2 separate regions of the Sus scrofa genome follow, and region 2 is linked to region 1. Evidence: chromatin contacts called from public HiChIP or PLAC-seq data. All regions are on one chromosome and are shown on one strand. Each heading gives the region's core, a stretch centred on a gene start, on an enhancer-like site or on the middle of the called end of the contact. The rest is flanking DNA. Distances are from core to core; before and after follow the strand shown.

Region 1 (4,276 bases), core at 682-3,181:
ATTCAGGAGTTTTTCAGTTCACGTTTCAGGTTAATCTTTTCCTTTCTTTAAGAACAGAACATCCTCTTTGCAGATCTCCCTGAGGGCTTGGTATTTGCAACATCAAACAGAACACACAAACCATTGCACCCACTTCCAAAAGCCTATTATACTGTCAACTGGCTTCCTAACTGCAACCAAGGGAGAAGGCTTACAGACTCCTAAGCTGCTTTTTTTTTGGTGGGGGAGGGGGTTGCTGGAAAGCATCCATAATTTCTCCAAGCTACCACTGCATTTTGTTTCACTAAAGAACACCTAGGGAAAAAGCAACTTGAACTCACTAACTATAAATCTCACCGCTGTTTTATTTCTAACTCTCTTCTCTCTAACTTTCCATTGTTGGCAGGCTCTGAGGATGGGGCGCTGTCATGCATGGCTACCAGTGGGTCTTTTCCATTCTCCTTAATGAATCATAATAAAATGCAGATCCACCAAAAAACAAAGTCCAAAGCAGGGCCAGAGTTGTGGCAGTGCCTTATGGTACTGTATGACTTATGTTTTATTATTCACTGTGGGATGCCTAAGAAAGGCTGGAGTAAAAATGGGGAGGAAAACAGGCATAGACAGGTTTTTTAACTTTCAAATCAAACAAATATGTTCTGCATGTTTCCTACGCTTCTTTAGAATCAATCCAAAGTAAGACAAGCCTAAGGGGAATCTGTGGCTGTCAGCCTGTACCAGCAGGGATTCACCTCCTTAATTGTTAACACAGTTCATGAATATCTGTTCCAAAAGGACATCACTAATGGGTCCCAAGTAGGACAAGGCTTCCAAAGCATGCAGTAATGTACGAAACAAGCACTCATGGCACACACACAAATATGTATATAAATACGCACAAATCTCCCAGGTTGAACATTAAACCATTTATCTTCCCTAGAGGAACACATTTTCCTTTTTTCCTTCCTGGAAGTTTTTCACAGTTGGTTACCATGGGGAAAATGAACATGTTCTCAAAGGGCTGCATGTCAGCGAATGGAAATGATGGGAAGACAATGAGAAAGGAGAGCACAGAAGAGAACAATGCATGCTTTACCAACAGCCACACATCTGCATGTCTTAAGTGAGTCAAATCACAAAATTCCATAATTTCCTACATCTGGCCCCTAATCACCTCTTCCAGGAAGGCTTGACATTACTGTGAAGGCTTCAACACATGGAGCAGTTATGTCTTCAAGACACTACATAAATCCTGGGTAAAGTCCTCAAAGGCTATTGAGTTTAGATCCTTGACAGAAGTTCTATATTCACACAATGACATACTCTATAAACAGCTTACATGTTCTCTGCCACCTGAGTGTTAGCAAGGTCACTTATTTTTGATACAGAATCTCCTGGCCTTAAGCCTAGGCAGCCTAGCAGCTGTAAAGAGGTGACTCACTCCGTGTGAAATGCATTAGACACAGCTCACCTGTACATGCCCTTCGTGTCTCCGCATAATCTCCTTTCTCTCTATTCTGAGTTAATCTTTCGACTTATAAATTGATAAGAAATGCATTCACTGTGGATAATTTCTTCTCTCTAGAGAAGGTTGTTCTCTCATGCAAAGCCTGTCCATAAAAGTAAAGGAAGGAAGACAAGTGAATCATTCATCTTGTTAAAAAAAGAAAAAAACCTGAACTGAGAATGTTGCCTAGATCCACGGGTGTTACTGAGCCAAGCAGAGTTTACCTCCCACAATTTTTGACTTTTGATTTTTATTTAACAACTCATTTGTATAACCGCGATGAATGGAGGCAGCAGACCTGAAGAGATTTGCAGCTGAAGTTCTATCAAGTTGGAAGGTTATGTCAGCTGCCAAGTCTGGAAATGGAGCCCTGCACAGCAAGAAAATGGTGAGAGATTGGTTACAGCCATAAGTAATTGATCTGTCTGAAAATACGGGCTACGAATCATGGGATTAATGCTGGTGCTCCAGCTGGGATGCATTGCTCATTTCCCTCTAGCTCTCTGACAACAAAGACATGCCTCTTTCTCCAGGGACAAAAAAATTTTTATTAAAATCTTTATACAACTTAGCAGCAAAGCATGCTAGAGATTTGGGGAGGAGGGGAGGTGCAGCCCTCATAAGGAAATCATCTCACAATTTTCGTTTGATCTTGTTTTTACTTCAAACTAGTCACCAGCCTGCTTCCCATGGCCAAATATACTTGCCCCTTAGCTCGGCAGGCATGGAGAGGGAGCCCCGCTAGTGGGAGGCTTAGCTGGAGAGAAGTGGATGAGTAAAGCGGTGGAGAGCTGCAGGGAAAAATAAAGTGGGAAGGCATCCAAAACTGCAGCTGTGCTGGCCCATTAAAAAGCTGAAACTCATTCTGCTGTTCGACCTCATGCTTATCACCACATAACTATTCATCAAAGAAATTTCAGTGCAATTAATTAAATTATTCCCATGTCTGTGCCACAGAGTCGTTATTCCAATATCAGCTTTCACTCACACTCTCTTAAGCTCATGTCTGCATGCCAAGTCACTACTCTGGGGTTGTCCAGTCTCAATAAAGCTGTGCTCCTCACCACTCACAGAGGCTATCATTTCTCTTTTTTATTGCCATTTATTTTCCACTAGGATTTTGCTGCCAGTATATTGGCAGGACTTCCAGTATATGGATGTAATGAAATCTACCACAGACACTTAACACGGGGTCAGGATGGAGCTCAGCTCATGTGAAGCTGTAATATAATAAACAAATGCTTTCAGAAGGAGGATTTTATCAGCTCAAAAATAGAACCTGGTATTCTCTGGTACCAAGTGCAGAAAAAAGTTGGAGTCATTTGAAAATTCTTATGATAATTAAGTTTATGGCTGAAATATGCCTAACATAGGAAATCTGAGCTATACAGCAGAGATTTCTTTTCATCTGTCAGAGCTGTTTTATTGAAAAGGAAGAGAATAAAAATGTACTGCTGAAAGTCTGCTTTTGACACAGCCATCTCTTTAGTCATCGACCTGTAAGTAGCACACTCATAGAATTTGGTGGATTTGACTGCTGCCAGTGGAACTTTCTCTGTATAGCTATAGCAAAATATAAATGAGATTAAGAGAATAATACCCACTACTTGATAACTAGCAGACAATATTTAAGGCTCTTTTATTCCCCTTGTACATCACCAGAGAAAATTAGAGGACTGGGATAGAGTATATACCTATAGATCTTTGTACTAAACTTTATAGTCTAAGAAGAGGGCAGACTTCACACAAACACAACATTGGGAAGAAGTCGAGAGCACTTTAGGAAACGCAGCGCTGGTCTGACTCAGAACTGAAAAGAAGGTGCTCAGACAACCACCACAGTACCCAGAGAGGCCAGCCAATCTCGGGTCTGAGGATGATTTATTCCTCGTTTAACTTCTAAGAACATCAGGAGAAGAGCAGGCCAAAAAGGAAAATATGTGATTATAAAGGCAGAGGCTCTGGTACCTGATCTTCCTTTAAAATGTCTGCAATCTCAAGGCTTAAAATTGGAAACAGTGTTGGTTTTTTTTGTTTTTTGTTGTTTTTTTTTACCAACTGTTAAGGCATGATTCTATGACTCTAAACATCAAATACTTAGTAGTAACGTCTAGAGGAACTATTTGACAATTTCTTCTTTATTAGTATATTTTTAAATTGGCTCATTAGGTAAAGATAGCTGAAGAGAATTAAAAGTCTGAATAATTTCTAAATTTGACAAAAACTATAAACCCACAAATCTAAGAGACTTAAACAACCCTAAGCACAAGAAACATAGAAAACAACACCAGTGTAGATTATAATCGAACTGTTCACAACCAATAATAGAGAAATTCTTAAAGCATACAGAGAAAAAGACATTACATATGGAAGAAAAAGATAAGGATGATAGCTGATTTTGCCATAGAATATGATGTAATTGAGACAACAGTGGGAGATTTTTTAAGTACTGATAGGAAAAAACCACTCGGAATTTTATACATAATTAAAATATCTCTCAAAAACAAAAGTAAAACGAAGACTTTTTTTTGGGAACAAGAAAAGCTGAAAGAATAGTAAGCTGAAAGAACTAGTACCACTGGCAGACTTGCACTATGAGAAATGTTAAAGGGAGTTCCCTTGTGGCACAGTGGGCTAAGGATACAGCATTATCACTGCAGTGGCTTGTGTTGCTGCTGTGGTGCAGGTTCACTCCCGGGCCTGGGAACTTCTACATGTCGTGGGTGTGTTCCCCACCCCCGACAAAAAAAAGAAATGTTAAAAGATGTCCTTCAGGTAGAAAGTATATGA
Region 2 (4,500 bases), core at 939-3,438, 470 kb before region 1:
CTTTGACCCTCTTACAAATCTTCTTACAAGATCTCGTGCATCTCATTTTATTTTACTTTTCATTATTTTTTTCTTTTTCGCCAGCGCCCGCGTTATATGGAAGATCCCAGCCCAGGGATCACATCCAAGCCGGAGCAACCCTGGATCCCTAACCCACTGCCGGGCCAGGAATCAAACGGGTGCCTCCACAGAGAGGAGCCGGAGCATTAACCCACGCCGCCGCCACGGCGGGACCTCCCCGATGTCATTTCATAGATGAGAAATTCCAGGCTCCGAGGAACCTGCCCCACATTGTGGTCCTAGCGAGTCTTCACTCTCAGGTTTGTTTGTGGCCAAACCTAACCTCTTTCCCCAAATCTCTGAGTTCAAAGGATTTGGGCCCATGCTGATAAGAGTGTCCAACACTCGACTTTTAGTTCTGCTTTCGTTCTACAAACAGTTACGGGGTGTGCAGGCCGAGTTGACCAGGTGCCCTAAGCCCTGTCACTTGAAAGGTTCTCCAGGTAAGAGAAGAGCAGACACAACAAAAGCAGCTTGACTGTGCAGGCTGCGGGCGGTACGTGTGGGCATGAGGCCTCGGGGTGGGAAGGAGTGAGACAGGAGGCAAAGACTACGAGGTGGCGGACTGAGACACACCGTTGAGACGGGGTGTGCCCTTGAACCCTCGGGAAACTGAACTCGGTCAGAAGCCCACAAAGCGCAGAGGCGGAAAGAGGAGTGACCGGATAGGCGGTGGGAATGCGGTAAGCTCACAGGAGACAGGGAAGGGAGGAGAGCCGAGGCAGAAGAGAGCATAACTTTGGGAAAGAAGGGGTGTTCCAGCTGCGGGCATGCGCTAGAATAATGAAGTCCTGCGGGGGTGGGAGGGGGGACAGAGGAAGGGGAAGGGGCAGGTGGCTGTCGTGGAGGTTTTAAAGGGACGGTCGTTGGAGGTGAGGGAGTGGGAGAAAGGCGAGCAGAGAGGAGGGTGATGGCGAAGCAGAGATCTTGCAGGCGGACACCCTTCTGGGGGAAGATGAGACTCAAGGTTTGGTTAGCTGATTCTGGAACAGCGAGGATGCTCACTCGATACAAAAAAAAATCAGCGAATCACTTTTTTGACACCGGGGTTTCCCAGGTACATGTTCTCCTTCTGCGAGTCTGACACGAGGCAGGCTGACCCCCAGGCTGAGATCTCCAAATGGGCTCTGATTTAAACCGGGAGGCGGGGGGGCTGCTAACACTGGTCCCTGCATGAGTTTCCAAGGAAGACCGGAAGACCGCCGCCTTCTCAGATCGGAACCATCTCATGGTCTCAACCATCTTCCTTAATTCTGACAAAGAGTTTTAACAAGTTTCTTTAGCTTCCTTTGGCAAAGAAAAAAAGAACTAAAAGAAGGGAAGAGAGAGACGTGCTCCAAAATAACCAGCTTTAACAAATGGCTACTGGTTTAAAAATAGTGCAGGGGTTTGAGTTTTTGCCTTTATCTCAGTGGTTGACCTTGCTAATACAGTATGTAGATCTCTTGCCAACTAATCGGCCGACTGTAAAGCACGGCTTCAAGCTGTGGTCAATGATCTGTAACAGGAATGAATGAGAGGGTTTTAGCAGCCAGGATCTGTAGCCTACTATCTGTATCTGACAGCTGTCACCCTCTCTGCAGAGGCCAAGGCCTAGACCTTCATTTAAAAGCAGCATGGCTGATCAGATTACTGGGACAGTGTGTCAAAACTGACTGCGCTGAACTAAGGAGACAGAAAGTAAATCTATAAATAGTAGTCTTGCTGCCTCCATGAAGCACTGAAGGGTAACCAATACTGAGCAGCAAATGCAATGTTTAGTCTCTGCAGCCAGTGGGATACAACTGCGGCCAGATCAGAAGCCCTGCTCTACGCTGTAATGTAATGGAAAGCTTGGCTTTATGGGCAAGAATTTAAAAGAGTTACATTCTTGGCAATGGTAATGGTCGCACAGCAATGATTGGTTTGAACCAACTTTATGAGCTAACAAGGTTCCCGAGCACTTAATAATGTCCTCGGGGCACAGGGACCCAGCAAGTCACCTTTCCCATAATGTGCCCGCTGCCTGTTTCCGACAGTCCACGGGGACTGCTGGTGTTGAAACACAGAGAGTGATAAAATAAGAGGCTCTCCATTTGATATCTATTATAGATGTCAACTGGGTCTTCAACCAGAACAGCTGCACAAAGTACTCGGGGAGCCCGGAGCCTGGTGAGGGTGAGTTATCTATAGACCGTGCTGATAGCATGGCTTAGACCCTGGACATCGCGAGTTATAAATGAGCCAGTGACATTTGAGAGTCTGTCCCAACTCTTCCCAGAACCATTTGTCACTCTTCAAGGTTTCCGCTGATAAAACCTGGATGTCTACAAATTTGCAGAAAGTAACCCCCAGGTCATGCAGGGGGTGGCGTGGCCAAAGAACGCGCTCCCTTGCCATTCCCCAAAGACACAGATGGAACGCCGGTGGCGGCAAGGGTTTCAAAGGTCTCTCCAGGTTGCAGAGTCCCCAACCAGCTCAGGTGTGGCTGCCCAGGAGGTGGATGTCGAGATGGGGTATTATAGGAGCAGTGTGTCCTGGCCAGGCAAACACAGCCCTGGCCCCAGGGAGCGAGGCCTTGGACCCCCAGCTCTGCCGCGTCAGACCACTCCTCACTGGGGTGAAGACAAGGGGACTTAGGCAAGTGATTTTTTTTTTCCAAGCTTGGTGCAAGTGCCATGGCCTTTTTTTTTTTTTTTTTTTTTTTAAGTTCAACTTAAATAATAATTTAAAAAACCCAGTGCCCATAACAGCTATCCGTGCTGTATGCCAGGCACGGTCTATCTAGAGCTTTATGTTAGAGCCAGTTGAATCCTAACAATCTGCCCAGGTAGGTCCTCATCGCTTGACTATTTTACAGATTCAAACCTGAGACACAGAAAGGTTACAGGAGGCACTCAAGGTCACCCAGTCGGAGTACAGTCAGGGTTCGACTACACAGGCTAGCCTCAGTCATCCGGGTACTCTTGAGAACCCCCCCAGGAGAAACAGCCCCCACGGAGAAGATACCCTGTTAGGAAGTGAACACGTGGAAAGAAAGATCAGTCAGAACTGGGTAGGGAGGAAAAAATAAAGAGGAAGAAAGAAGGCCACCTCGGTCCCGATGGCGGACTCTGAACAAGTTCAGTCTATGCGGCATGTGGTTCCTGAGCATCGCTGCCTCCAGGCACTGGGCAAGGCTGAGCTGTACACAAATCAAGGAGAAACCGCCTCCAAGAGAGCTGGGCTAGTGCTCCGCCATGCCACACCCTCACTACCACTGGGTTCAGCCTCTTCAGACACTGGAAAACTCCGTTTAGCTAAGGAAACCTATGGGGGGAGGGGAGGTGGGGGGGGGAGACAGATGAGGGGAAGCGTTTTGAACACAAATGAGTTGATAAGCCTTCAGGCTGACATTCAAATCTCTTTGCCCAATCCCTGCTGGCCATGTGGGGGCTCCTGCCGGCATGCTGGGCTGCCCAGAAGAGAGCAGAATAAGCCTAATTAAAAAGTCACGTGTCCTCCCATGGCTTTAAAAGTGTCACGCTGGCTGGCTGGCTGGCTGGCACCATCCCTTGGAATCACGATACAAGAGCTGAGAGGAACAACTGGAGATCACTGAATGCCACCGCCTGGATTCAGCCTCCATGGATCTAAACTGTGGGGCCCCCAAAGGTCAAGTGGCTGGCCGAGGACTCGCAACCAGAGCTCGGCAGAAGCAGGACGGGATGCAGGTCTGGAAGCTCCTGATGGAACTATTTTTCTACAACTCCATCTAGCTGTCCAGGGAGTGAATGCAGGGCTGTGAAATCCGCACATTCAATCAAGTCAAACGTGTGTTTTGAAAAAAAGTCAAGAATGAAGAAACAGAGTTTGAAGAACATTCAACATTCATGAGGTGTGTCCATCTCGGGTCACGGGAGACGCTTCTCTGGTGCAAAGGTTTTCTTAATAAAGGGTTCCATTGGCCAGTTGGATGGAGACGTGCACGCGCTGATACTTTTGCTTCTGGCAATACCTTAAACCCCCAGTTAGGCAAGTATAAAAAACGGCAATGGCCTTGAGAGTGCAGCATGGTTTATACATGGCATCCGCATCTTTGAGGATTTGGAGAAATCTACAAGGGATCCAGTGCTTTTCCACCTATTGACATTTACAAAGCAGTTTAAATCATGCATGAGAGGCCTCAGGCACATGCAGTTCACAAAACATAACTCTGAGCTCCCAGGGAATTTAAGCTGACCAACACTCTTTATTAGAACCGACAGTGAAAGACAGCTATTGCGAAATTCGTACCAGAAATGCAATACCAAGATGACAGCCTTAATGCCAGTGGATATATTATGTAGATTACCTGACTCAAATCTTTCTTGTTAAATAAGTTTCATGCATTCTTTGCTTTTTTTTTTTTTTTTTCCTCCTCAAAAATATCCTTCTAGCTTCACTAGGGGAGTATTCCTTAAATTCCTTGATCGTTCATCT

Evidence for each region. HiChIP or PLAC-seq counts read pairs in DNA pulled down with a chosen protein or histone mark.
Region 2: an H3K27ac HiChIP or PLAC-seq map of skeletal muscle shows a contact between it and region 1, with 8 times the contacts expected there. The contact joins two enhancer-like sites. A contact is called at or near these places in 1 of 47 Hi-C or Micro-C datasets (skeletal muscle) and 1 of 2 datasets of contacts at active chromatin or transcription factors (skeletal muscle).

What each region holds. Positions count from the first base shown.
Region 1 is chr3:14,103,301-14,107,576 of Sscrofa11.1, reverse strand. All of the region lies in intron 2 of AUTS2 (AUTS2, activator of transcription and developmental regulator), which reads right to left. Among named protein-coding and RNA genes, the nearest start is that of AUTS2, 540 kb to the right of the region's middle. Within about 2 kb of position 1,931, at least 7 of the 83 cell types and tissues checked have an H3K27ac peak or open chromatin away from gene starts, as enhancers often do. A contact at or near this core is called in skeletal muscle, where this site is marked.
Region 2 is chr3:14,578,134-14,582,633 of Sscrofa11.1, reverse strand. The region is part of intron 5 of AUTS2 (AUTS2, activator of transcription and developmental regulator); the gene reads right to left. Among named protein-coding and RNA genes, the nearest start is that of GALNT17, 450 kb to the left of the region's middle. Within about 2 kb of position 2,188, at least 7 of the 83 cell types and tissues checked have an H3K27ac peak or open chromatin away from gene starts, as enhancers often do. A contact at or near this core is called in skeletal muscle, where this site is marked.